Regions from separate parts of the Sus scrofa genome. Here region 2 is linked to region 1. Evidence: chromatin contacts called from public HiChIP or PLAC-seq data. All regions are on one chromosome and are shown on one strand. The core of a region is the stretch at or near the end of the contact, and the rest is flanking DNA. Distances in the headings are between cores, read along the strand shown. Region 1 holds the start of MAPK1 (mitogen-activated protein kinase 1). Region 2 holds the start of PPIL2 (peptidyl-prolyl cis-trans isomerase-like 2).

Region 1 (6,560 bases), core at 2,109-4,608:
CTCCATATGCCGCGGGAGCGGCCCAAGAAATAGCAACAACAACAACAACAACAACAACAACAAAAAAGACAAAAGATCTCATCGTCCTTTGCTTCATCCCATACTCGCCGTGATTAGAAGTCTACCACTCTACTTACCAGAGCCCCAGTGACTGATTCTGTCTATGAGGGCTCTCCATCTGCTGCTTTCGGCTACCACTCTATTACTTCACCTCTAGGAGGTTACAATAGCCTAACTGATTTCCCACTTTGCTTTTTCCTGTCACTTCTACCAGTGTTGCTCTATCTTCCCTCAAAATTTCAAAACTGACCATGTGTCTGCCTCTTTTCAAAAACACTGATGCTTCTCCATTGCACAAATATACGCTCAAGCTTGGTTTCGGCTTTAGAGTCCTCTACAATTTGCCAACTAAGTACTTTTCCAGAATTAGAGTCTACAGCTCAAACTGTCACTTGCACCGATTATCTTTCTATCAAAATCACACCCACTCCTAAAGGCCCAATTCAAGCTCCACTCTTCATCTTTATATTCTCCACATGATGATTAGGAAAGGACTCTGCACAGAAAAAGCAAATTCCTAATGAACTGATTCAGGGAGTGAAAAAAAATTTTTTTCTCCCAAAACACTTAAATCCTCTGGAAGCATTAAATTTTTGAAAACATCCCTATTCAAATATTACTATTTCAATCAAGAAATCCTCCATAAACCCAACAATGTAAACCAACATTTATTAAATGCTAATAATGTGTGACATGGATTTAATTCTTATATTAAATATCATTAATCTGAAGATAAAAAGCTATAATCTGTACCCAGGATTCTAATTCCAATAATATTTACACTTGGATCCTACTTAAGAAAGGAACGTCACATTAAGAGGGCTTGGTATTTTACCCGACAGAGATTTAGAAGGTCAAATAAGTCTACAGAAGCTACAGAAAGTTAGCAGATCTAAATGAGCTTCAGACTAGTAAACATTCTTATCAAATTAAAAAGAAAAAAAAACCTCTAAACTGGATTGTCATAAAACTAGTTTTTTGGTTTTTGTTTTTTTTTTTGTCTTTTTGCCATTTCTTGGGCTGCTTCCGCAGCATATGGAGGTTCCCAGGCTAGGGGTCCAATCAGAGCTGTAGCCCCTGGCCTATGCCAGAGCCACAGCAATGCAGATTCCGAGCCACGTCTGCAACCTGCACTACAGCTCACAGCAATGCCGGATCCTTAACCCACTGAGCAAGGCCAGGGATCGAACCCACAACTTCATGGTTCCTAGTCAGATTTGTTAACCACTGAGCCACGATGGGAACTCCAAAACTAGTTCTTTTCAGAGTCTATCTTAGGTTCTAATTTATCTTCTTTGGAAGGGCTGAAGGACATGACAGGCAATTCTGAACACTTCATAGAGACCTTTACTGGCACACTTACCAGCAGATACAACAGCAATCAGATGTAGGACACAAGTGATGCTGTGGGGCATTACTTTCTCTCCATTGCATTCTAGGACTGCATTTCTTTTAGGCCTCAACTAATTTAATTTCGCTTTTGGCTCCTTAGCCTCTGAATTCACGTTAATTCTCAGCTGTATACTTTGAAGCATTTTGATCTTGAAAAGAATGAAAATATTCAAGATTCAATGAAAGTCTTTTTCTTTTTTTTTAAAGTTTATGTAGTCTTTGAACCTAGCTAATGTAACTGGTAAATCATGCCCTCTATGGCCTTTCTGAAATCAAGATCATTTAAAGTTGAATATATTTCTGAAATAGATTTGCTTATGAGTAAGACAGACTAGAATTCTAAAATTATTAATAACATTATTTAAGAAAAATAGGATGTAATGAAAAGAGCTGCAGCAACTGAAGTTAAATTCTCAGTCTACAATCTCAAGTCTGACTCTTTAGTTGAATGACCTTAGGAATTGGCTTTACCAGAAATACTTTCTCATCTGAAAGATCTCACAGCCCTTCCCTCCCACCAGCTGACTATTCAAATAAAATGAGATAATATATCTAGCACAGTACCTGCCACGCAGCATTCAGTATTAGTTTTTTTCCTTCGTTCAACACAAAAGACACTCACAAGATTTAGGTATAAGGGAGTCCACACCTGCACAAGTCTTCATCAGCACAAGACAGCTAGTTAGTACTAATTTAAAAAAAAAAAAAAAACGAAAAAAAAACACCGTCACCTCCACTCCACAAACGTTTCTGAGGGATCTGCATCAAGACGAGGGAACCAGCATGTGACACTGCAAGAACTCCACCAGGACTGCATACATATTGACCACTAAAGCATTGACAGTAAAAGTCCACAATAATTGTGCTAAAACGTCTGGATGCCTTTATGCTGGTAATAGAGTTCAAGCGAGATAAAGGAAAAAGAAGCCAATTTAGGCCCAACTCCAAATGACTCCTTAATAAATCAAGAGAGGGATGCTGGTTTATCTTTCCTAAAACGCGGACAGTACGATATTAAAACCCATTTAAAAACTTCATCAAGAATGAAATATGCCAAAACAAACATTGACGCCACTAATGCTTTTTCAAAAGCCTGCGCAGGAGAGCACCGCTGGCACCACCGAAGGTATCTGATGAAAGCCGTGCGTGGAAAACGCAGGCGAGGGAAGGAAAATAACAGACGGTCATTTCGGGGCGGGGCACACACGCCGCGGCCGCCGCCGCCAGCATCTGAAGGAATTCGCGGCTTCCCACCCCGGCGCGAAGAGCAGGCCGCGCGGCGCACACCCAGGCCGGGGAGGGGGGCGGGGGGGGCGGAGGGGGCCTAGGTTCCCGGGCCGGGGTCCTGGATCCAGTGTCCACCCCCCGCCCCCTCCCCGCGCCGAGCAACGCCCCAGCCCGACCAGCCCCGCCCCGACCGAGGCCCCGCTGCGGTTGGCGGCGCAGCGGGCCTGGGTCGGAGGTCGGAGGTCCGGGTTGGGGTAGGGGCTGGGTCCGCGTCCGGGGTCGGGGTCAGGGTCGGGGTCCGGAGAGCAAGCGGGGCAGCAGCGGTGAGCCCGGCTGGGGGGGAGGGGAGGGCGGCGGGCGCGGCCAGGCCGCGGGGCATGGACACTCACCACACCATGCCGTAGGCGCCCTCGCCGATGTAGGAGAGGTTGGTGTAGCGCGGCCCCACGTCGAACACCTGCCCGCGGACCATCTCGGGGCCCGCGCCCGCCGCCGCCGCCGCCATGTTGGCTGCCGGGCCGCCGCCGCCGCCGCCGCACTGGGCTCGATGCTCCGCGGCCGCTGCTCGGCCCACGCTGCACCAACGGGGAGACCGCGCCCCAGCCGCTGCAGCCGCCGCCGCTGGCCGGGAAGAATCAGTGAGGGACCCGCTCGGGAGAGGTAGATAGCCACCGACCGCTCGTACCGACTGCCCGCCTGACTGACTGACGGGCGGGCCGGCGGGCGGAGGGAGGGGCGCGCGCCGAGGAGGGCGCCGGGGCAGGGCCGTAGGCGTGAGCGCGGATTGGCTCCCGCGGCCTGGGGGCAGGGCTGCGCGGCCGGCGGAAGAGGCGCGTTGGGGGCGGAGCACTGCAGCGGCGGGGCGGGGCGCGGTCACGTGCGCTCGCGGGAGGCGGCGGGGAAACGCTGAGGACTCCGAGGCGGGGCGAGCTTGCGGGGCCGAACGGGCGGGGCAGCGGGCCGAGAGAAGCTCCGGGCGGCTCCCTCCGAGTAGGAGCGCGACCGGGGCGGATTCCCCCCGCCCCCGCGCGCCGAGCCAGGTTTGTGAGAGTCCGGGGCCCATACAGATTAGAGGCCTCGAGACCCGCACAGAAGCCGGAAGGGTGACCGAGACCGAGAGAGATATTTGCATCCTGAGAAAGTGTGAAACCCAGAGTGGGAGGCGGAGACAAGAAGCCCGGACGCGGCCCGCTCCGGCAGAGGCTCGTTCAACAAGTGTCACCGCGTTCCTGCGCGTCCACCCTCCTCGAAGCTACCCTCCAGGAGATGATGGATGGACGGTCGATGGATCTGAAGGAAGACTCAAGTTGTCTGCGAAGTACTGCGAAGAAAAGGAGAGCAGAGTAAGGGGTTCGGGAGTAGTGGGTTGAGACCCTGAGAAAAACACTGAGATTCAGAGACTGGCACCCAAGTTGGTACAGATGGGCAGGATCTTACCCAGGTAGAAACGCGAAAAAAACAAGTATTAACATCTAGAGAAAACGAGTTAGACGCACTGAGGTTCAGAGATTGTCACAAAAATGGAAAAGAATGTATATATGTATAACTGAATCACTTTGCTGTATAGCAGAAATGAACACAACATAAATCAACTGTAACTTTAATAGTCACAAACACCAGAGGTTGAAAATAAAAGGCAGAATCTTGAAGCAGGTGAATTCGATAAACAGCTAAGACAATGAGACAGAAGATGATCCAGCCCTTGCTTCTGAGCCACTTCATTGGAGTCACCTGCGTCGTCTTGGAAAGGGGACTAAGGGTGGGAAATTCTGCGTCCTGATTGTCTGACACTGTGATCCAGAAAGCCTGGACTTCCAGTCATCAACAAAGATCAACTAGACAGTCTTGAAGATGAATAAGCAAAAGAGAAAAAAATCCTCTGGGGAAAAAAAAAAACATGTGGCATATGAGAAAATAAATAAAGGGCTACAGCCAAAAAGTACTCTTTTGAAATATGTTTAGTCCATAAAGTAGAACCCAACACCTGATTCTTATTCCTTTTTTTTTTTTTTTTTTTTTTTTGTCTTTTTGCCTTTTCTAGGGCCACTTCCCACGGCATGTGGAGGTTCCCAGGCTAGGGGTCTAATCAGAGCTGTAGCCACCGGCCTATGCCAAAGCCACAGCAATGCAGGATCCTTAACCCACTGAGCAAGGCCAGGGATCAAACCCTCAACCTCAGGGTTCCTAGTCAGATTTGTTAACCACTGAGCCATGACAGGAACTCCCTGATTCTTGATTAAAAGAAGAACTTGCATCTTTTAAAGGACAGGCCAAGATAAATAGAGGGTACCATGAAATTAAAACCACAATAGCCAAAGTAAAAGCAATGGTTGGAGCTGTAATAAGCAGACTTAACAGTGTAGAAGAGCAAGTCAGCAGGATAGGAGACGACTATGAGAAAAAGCTGGTGATGAAATTCTTTAAGAAGAAAATGTACAAGAGAACAAACACCACAAAGTCAAACTACAGGCACCCCCTCCCCAAAGAAGACAGAGCAAATCACTTAGAGGCAATAACTTACAGTAAAAGAAAACCTGCCTTAATGTCTAAAAAGATCTGTGGTGTTGGAGTTCCCTGGTAGCCTAGCAGTTAAGGACCTGGCATTGTCACTGCTGCAGCTCAGGTCACTGCTGCAGCAAAGGTTTAATCTCTGGCCTGGGAGCTTTTGTATGCTGCGGGTGCAACCAAAAGGATCTAGGATGGACATGGAAAATTGAGTTCTCTGAATCCAGAAAAAATAAATAAGCAGAAAACTTCAAGACATGATCTGGAAAAGTTCGGAAACGTCAGCAATAAAGAACAAGCACAATGTATAATCAGGACAAAGAGATTGTTTATTTAAAAAGCTAAAAACTGGGAGTTCCTGTGGCTCAGTGGGTTATCAACCCGACTAGTATCCATGAGGATGTGGGTTTGATCCCTGGCCTTGCTCAGTGGGTTAATGATCTGGCATTGCCGTGAGTTGTGCTATAGGTCGCCTACATGGCTTGGATCTGGCATTGCTGTGGCTGTGACATAGGCCCGCAGCTGCAGCTCCAATTTGAAACCTAGCCTGGGAACTTCCATATGCTGAAGATGAGGCCCTAAAAAGCAAAAAATAAAATTTTTAAAAATTAAGCTAAAATGTTTTTCTTCAGATTCCTATGTAGCAATTAAGTGCCAAGGAAAAAGGAACAAGATTAGCAGCACTCAGACAGGGTACTTGTAACTATTCTTAATGGTTTGGTTTAGTTCCCACCAATGCCTCAATTCCTCCCAGGTCTTTTTCTTTTTTTTTTGGCCATACCTGTGGTATGCAGAAGCCAGACGGGGATCAAACCCCCACCACAGCAACACCACCACCAAATCCTTAACCCCTAGGCCACCAGGGAAGTCCCTTACCAGGTCTTTTTTTTTTTTTTTTAGCTATTTCTTGGGCCGCTCCTGCAGCATATGGAGGTTCCCAGGCCAGGGATTGAATCGGAGCTATAGCCACCGGCCTACACCAGAGCCACTGCAAGGCAGGATCTGAGCCGCGTCTGCGACCTACACCACAGCTCACGGCAATGCCAGATTGTTAACCCACTGAGCAAGGGCAGGGACTGAACCCACAACCTCATGGTTCCTAGTTGGATTCGTTAACCACTGCACCACGACGGGAACTCCCCTTACCAGGTCTTTAACTGTCATGCAGAATCTCTGGTCAGCCCCATGTCAGATCCTAAAGGTGATTCAACTCTACATCTCCAAACTTCAGGAGTTTGAATCTTGGCTGCTCCACTCACTACCTGTACGACCTTGGCCTCAGTTTCCTCACTCTGAAAGATCACAATAGTACCTATTTCTCTATTGCACAGAATAAATAAGACAACTTATGTAAAGAACCAGCACAGAGTAAGTAC
Region 2 (6,560 bases), core at 2,122-4,621, 150 kb before region 1:
CAGATCTGAGCCGTGTCTTCGACCTATACCACAGCTCATGGCAATGCCAGAACCTTAACCCATGAGCGAAGCCAGGGATCAAACCAGTGTCCTCATGTACCAGTCTGGTTCGTTACTGCTGAGCCACAGTAGCAACTCCCATGGATCACTTTCTGAGTGAGCTGTGCTATCGTGGCACCCACCATCAAAAATGGGTTATTTAAAAAAAAATTTTTTTTTGGTCTTTTTAGGGCTGCACCCATGGCATATGGAGGTTCCCAGGCTGGGGGTCCAATTGGAGCTGTAGCTGCTGGCCTAAGCCACAGCCACAGCAATGCCAGATCCAAGCCGCATCTGCAACCTATGCCACAGCTCACAACAAAGCCAGATCCTTAACCCACTGACCAAGGCCGGAGATCAAACATGTGTCCTCATGGAAACTAGTCAGATTCATTTCCACTGAGCCACAACGGGAACTCCTAAATTATTTTTTTTAAAAAGTTCACATAAGGAGTTCCTGCCATGGCATAGTGGGTTAAAAATCAGACTGGCCACTCAGGTCGCTGTGAAAGGGCAGGTTTGATCCCCAGCCCCAAGCAGTGGGGTAAAGGATCCAGTGTTGGCACAGTTGTGGTTGCAGCTGTGGCTCAGATTCAGTCTCTGGCACAGGAACTTTCATATGCCATGGGTGTAGCCAACAACAAAAAAAAGTTCACAGAAGCACAACATATTCTATGGAAGAAAGTTCACAATACAGAATGAAGGCATAAAATTTGAGTCCCATACAGTGGGAAAAAAAAAAAAATTATTAAAAAGATTTAAAAAAAAAAAAAATTTGAGTCCCAGGAGTTCCTTTCATGGCTCAGTGATAAGGAACCTAACTAGTATCCATGAGGACATGGGTTTGATCCTTGGCCTCATTCTGTGTTAAGGATCGGGTGTTGCTATGGCCAGCAGCTTCAGCTCTGATTTGACCCCTAGCCTGGGAACTTCCACATGCTGTGGGTGCCGCCCTAAAAAGGGAAAAAAAAAAAATCCCAATACATTGGTTAATTTTTTTATTTTGTCTTTTCTAGGGCTGCATCCACGGCATATGGAGGTTCCCAGGCTAGGGGTCTAATTTGAGATGTAGCAGCTGGCCTATGCCAGAGCCACAGCAATGCTGGATCTGAGCTGAGTCTGCAACCTGCACCACAGCTCATGGCAATGCCGGATCCTTAACCCACTGAGCGAGGCCAGGGATCGAACCTGCAACCTCATGGTTCCTAGTCAGATTTGTTAACCACTGAGCCATGACGGGAACTCCATCAGTTTTTTTTTTGTTGTTGTTTTTTTTTTACATTGGTTGATTTTTAAATCAAGGCAAGATGATATAGCCTGTACTTCTCAGAAACTTGCTCTTTTCTGTTACTGTACCACTGAGGCGGCTTTACTTGTTGGGATATATAGACCAACGTGGTTCCTTAAACAGCTGCAGAATGGTCACAGCAGGCATAGCTACACCATGATTCCTTAAGCAATTCCCTGACGAACTTTTTTTGGGCTGTGCTTGCAGCTTGCAGAAACTCCCAGGCTCAGGATGAACCCACACCACAGTGGTGACAACACTAGGTCTTTAACCCCCTGAGCCACCAGGGAACTCCCCCAATGGTCCTTTAGATTGTTTCCAGGTTTGCATAATCACAGACATTGCCACAATGAACAGCCTTGAACAAACACCGGTGGGAAGGGCTTCCAGGGGTAGAGACGGATTGAGAACCACCCCACAGCCTGGGTTTGGTTATAGGACCCTCTGGTGGCCCCGTGTGCCGGGTCTGAGCTCATGGGCACATCTTGCCTGTCTCCTGTACAGGACCGCAGCCTGTAGTGGCTTGCCCAGCACCGAGGAGATGCCATCGCCTTCTGTGAAGGCCTCCATCTTCACGCCGCCTGTCCTGCTCAAGTTCCAGCCTGTGCCCCATCCCCAAGATGACTCAGAGAATGACCCTGGCAGCGTGGAGCCTGTGCCCTACCAGAGGGACCCGTAACCTCTCTTGTGCAAAGCACGGCCAGAGAAATGAATAAATTCCCCCCGGAGGTGCCTTCCTTGTGCCTCGCTCCCCAGGGACCATGCTGTCCCTTGGGCTTTCTCCTGTCCCAAGTAGTGGTCAGGGTACTGCAAGCCAGAGGCTCATGGGTCTGAGCCTGCACACAGTAGGTGGTCAGGTGGTCAAGTCAGGGAGGCTGGGATCCAACATGGGAACTCAGCCTACACCACAACCACAGCAACTCAGGATCCGAGCCAAGTCTGTGACCTATACAGCAGCAACACCAGATCCTTTAACCCACCAAGCAAGGACAGGAATTGAACCTGTGTCCTCATGGATACTAGTCGGGTTACCTCTAAGCCACAACAGGCACTCCCAAGAGTGCTGGCAATTTAGTGTTTGGGAATCAAGGGATACAGTGTTTAAAGCCATCAATCTGGGCAAGATCACCCAGTGCTTGACTGTAGAGGGAGGTCCAGGGCTTGGCTGGGGCACACAAACATGGTGGTCTGGCTGAAGAGACAGAAGGTATCATCAGGGCTTTGGACTTTCAGGCTTGATGGCTCCTGCCCCTGGGCCTCCCAGGAGAAGGGCCTGGAGGCAGTGGGAACTGTATGGGCAGTGAGCGGGTGGACAGAAAGTGTGGATGTCCCTTTTGAGCTGTCTGCCTTGGGGGGGCGGGGGGGGGGTAGTTGAGGAGTGGATATGGGGCCTAGTGGGAGTTTTCCTTTATATTTACTTTTTTGTTACAATCGCAGAATGTGTAAAGTTCTCAAGCCAGGGATCAAATCCTGCCCTAGGTGCAAACTGCACCACAGCTGTGGCAACGTGGGATCCCTAACCCGCTGAGCTAGGTGGGCTTTTTTTTTTTCCTAAGGCCGCACCCGTGGCACATGGAGTTTCCCAGGCTAAGGGTGGAATTGAAGCTGTAGCCGCTGGCCTATGCCATAGCCACCGCAACGCAGGATCCGAGCCGCGTCTGAGACCTACACCACAGCTCACAACAAGGTGGTTAAGCGGATCATTAAGCCACTGAGCGAGGCCGGGGATCGAACCTGAGTCCTCTAGTCAAATTCGTTTCAGCTGAGCCACGACAGGAACTCCCAGGCGGGCTTTTTAAAGACCTGAGAAATCAGGTCAAACTAGGGTGGGTCTAAGCCCTGTGGGGCAGATAGGCAACGGTCCAGAGAAAGGCACCCGGGAAGATGGGCCTTCGGGGTAAGGTGGCTCTGCCTAGGGCTGGCCCAGAAGCCCCAGCACCCAAGCGCCCCCCGCCCCCCACCTCGGGCACGCGCGCTGGGCACCACGGTTCCCGGCATACCCAGCGCCAGCTTCCGGGGCGGGGCGGGGCGGGGCGGGGCGGGGGGGGGCCAAGGGACCCGGAAGTTGTTACGAGGTCGACGGAGACGCTGGAGTCTGAGTTGTCTGCGATTGTTTTTCTTCGGAGACGCGGCTGTCTGAGTTGTCTGGGGTTGTTTTGCCACGTTCGCTCGTCCTGCCGGCGCCGCCGCTGCCACCGACGCCATGGGGAAGCGACAGCACCAGAAAGACAAGATGTAAGTAGCCCCCCTCCGGGAGCGGGCCCCGTTGGCCTCAGTCCCGCCTGTGGCCGTTCCTGCGTTGCGCCTTTTCCCCGAACCCCTCTCAGCTTCGCTTCCCCAGAAGCCTTCGGCCTACGCCGGCGGGGCGGCCCCGTAAGGCTCAGGGTTTCCCAGGGTCCCCGTTCCTTCAGCTCCGCCACTGCTGTCTTACCCCGCGCGCGGTTCACGCCCCCCAGCCTACCCGAGAGTTCCAGCATCTCCTATTAGAAACAGACCAGCCTTGCCCCACCAGCTGCCATCGAGTTTCTTTGATTTTCTTCATGGCAGGATGGGAAAGGCCTGTGTCTACCTGCTGTTTCTTGCTGTCCTTTTGAAACCACAACAGCCAGGCACTCGACCCCCCCGCGCTGCTCTTGTTGGGATCCAGTAACTTTTGCGTGGCTACATCTGGGAGTCAGTTTTCAGACCTCGTTTTGTTGGGCTTCTCAGCAGCGTGTGACACGGCCGAATAGCCCTTCTCTGGTGTCTGGGACACCATACACTCCTCAGGGGCTTCTCTTTCTCCGTCTCCTTTGTTGGATCCTCCTCCCCTCTCTCGGACCTCATAGTTCTGTACCGCCCCCCCCCCCCTCCCAGTTTACTCTTCTCCGCGGTGGTCACACCAGTCTTGCAGTGATCAGCTGCTTGCCAGACACCTCCTTTTGGAGATCTGAGGGACATCTCCAATTCACTATGCCCCACGTGGAGCTCTGGATTGTTGCACCTGAGCCTGCTCTGCCCCCATCTTTCTTTCTTTTTTCTTTTCTTTTTTTAAATTACTCAATGAATTTATTACATTTATAGTTGTACAATGATCATGACAATCCGATTTTATAGGATTTCCATCCAACACCCCCAGCGCATCCCCCCACCCCCCAAACTGTCTCCTTTGGAAACCATAAGTTTTTCAAAGTTTGTGAGTCAATATCTGTTCTGCAAAGAAGTTCATTGTGTCCTTTTTTCAGATTCCACATATCTGATAGCATTTGATGTTGGTGTCTCATTGTCTGACTGACTTCACTTAACATGATGATTTCTAGGTCCATCCATGTTGCTAAAATTTTTCTTTCTTCTTTTTTTTTCTTTTTAGGGCTGCACTCGTAGCATATAGAAGTTCCCAGGCTAAGGGTTGACTCAGAGCTACAACTACAGGCCTACACCACAACCATAGCAATGAGGGATCTGAGCCCCGCCTGCTACCTACACCACAGCTCATGGCAATGCTGGATCTTTAACCCACTGAGAGACCAGGGATCGAACCCAAATCCTCATGGACACTAGTCAGATTCCTTTTCACTGTGCCACAAAGGGAACTCTGCCCCAATTTTTCCATCTCAGTGGTCATACCACTGCTCAGTTTGCTGGGGTCAGAAGGCTAGAAGTTTCTCTTAGCTCCCCCTGCCTCCTGTTGGCCAGTAAGTCCTGCTGGCTTTTCCAGGAACTGATCAGTTCCCCCTCATCCACCACTCCTCCCACAGGTGGAGTTTATGCCATGTCCTTCTTAGACCTTTGTAGTTCTCCTCTCATTGGTTTTCTGCTGCCTCTTGCTTGTCCCTCTGCACCCAGCAACCAGAGTGAATCTTGGAGGACATTCTCGATCTAGTCAGGGAATGACTGTTCAAAACCCTCCAGCAGGAGCTCCCGTTATGGCACAATGGAAACGAATCTGACTAGTATCCATGAGGATGTGAGTTTGATCCCTGGCCTTGCTCAGTGGGTTGGGGAATCGGGCATTGCCTTGAGCTGTGGTGTATGTTGCAGATTCGGCTTGAATCTGGCATTGGTGTGAGCTGTGGTATAGGTTGCAGACACTGCTCAGATTCTACATTGCTGTGGCATAGGCCAGCAGCTACAGCTCTGATTCACCTCCTAGCCTGGGAGCTTCCATATGCTGTGGATGGGTCCCTAAAAAGCAAAAATAAAAAAAAAAATCCTCCAGTAGCTCTCCACCTTACTTGAAGCAAATCTCGAATCCTCACGTGGCCTTTGGGGCCTCTTGTGATGCAACCATTACCCTCGGCCCTATCACCAGTGGCCATGAGCCCCTGTGTGTGCACTTCATCTTCACTTTACCCATCTTCACCTTACCCATTTTGGGGAACACTCCAGCTTTTCCTTTCTCAGCGTTTTTGTACTTGATTAGCCTGTTTAGTCCGTCTGCCTGGAAAGGTCTTCTCCTAGATTGTCACCTGGCCGGCTGCTTCTCATCATTAAGCCTTCTATTAAATTCAGTTCATTTCCTTCAGAGCAGGATGGTTTGTGTTTGCTTGCTGGTTTGTGTGTCCCTGTGTTCTTTTGTGTGTATATCACCATGTGCCTAATGCATGTAGGTGCTTAATAAGCATTTGAAGAATTAGTGAAATGGTTCAATTGTCAGTTCCTTACTTCCAGAGACTTTGTTTTCCTTATTAAGGGGATGGTAGTAAGATTCTCTCTTTTCAGGTACATCACCTGCGCAGAATATACTCACTTCTATGGTGGCAAGAAACCAGGTAAGGTTTGAAATCCTTCTGTGCCCCTTTGGTGTATGTGTGAGTGTAATTAAGGAATGATGCCTTCACGGTACAGTGAGCCTTAACAATTAACAAGAACATGGGAACTGTAGTAGATAAATGGGCTGAGGCATGGGCAGCTCACAAAAAAGGGAACACACTAAACAGAGAAATGTTTAATGTCCGTGGTGATTTTTTTTTTTTTTTTTTTTTTTTTTCTTTTTAGGGCCGCACCTGCAGCATATGTAAGCTCACAGGCTAGGGGTGGAATCAGAGCTGTAGCTGCCAGCCTTTGCCACAGCCATAGCAATGCCAGATCCAGGCCGAGTCTGAAGCCTACATTACAGCTCACAGCAATGCCCAATCCCCAACCCACTGAGCAAGGCCAGGGATCGAACCTATGTCCTCATGAATACTAGTCAAGTTCATTACTACTGAGCCACAACGGGAACTCCTGATTTTAACATAGGGTAAAATAATAT

Evidence for each region. HiChIP or PLAC-seq counts read pairs in DNA pulled down with a chosen protein or histone mark.
Region 2: an H3K27ac HiChIP or PLAC-seq map of alveolar macrophages shows a contact between it and region 1. The contact joins the promoter of PPIL2 here to the promoter of MAPK1 in region 1. A contact is called at or near these places in 1 of 5 promoter capture datasets (fetal liver) and 1 of 2 datasets of contacts at active chromatin or transcription factors (alveolar macrophages).

Annotation. Positions count from the first base shown.
Region 1 is chr14:50,080,354-50,086,913 of Sscrofa11.1, reverse strand. MAPK1 (mitogen-activated protein kinase 1) reads right to left here and starts at 3,358. Exons shown (of 9, transcript NM_001198922.1): 1 at 3,069-3,358. The coding sequence starts at 3,184. PPM1F (protein phosphatase 1F) reads right to left here. Exons shown (of 8, transcript XM_021073287.1): 8 at 3,867-4,000. The coding sequence ends at 3,888.
Region 2 is chr14:50,229,653-50,236,212 of Sscrofa11.1, reverse strand. PPIL2 (peptidyl-prolyl cis-trans isomerase-like 2) reads left to right here and starts at 3,371. Exons shown (of 21, transcript XM_001929539.5): 1 at 3,371-3,562; 2 at 6,029-6,078. The coding sequence starts at 3,531. It overlaps LOC100155534 (verprolin), which reads left to right. Exons shown (of 7, transcript XM_013983173.2): 7 at 1,832-2,060. The coding sequence ends at 2,006.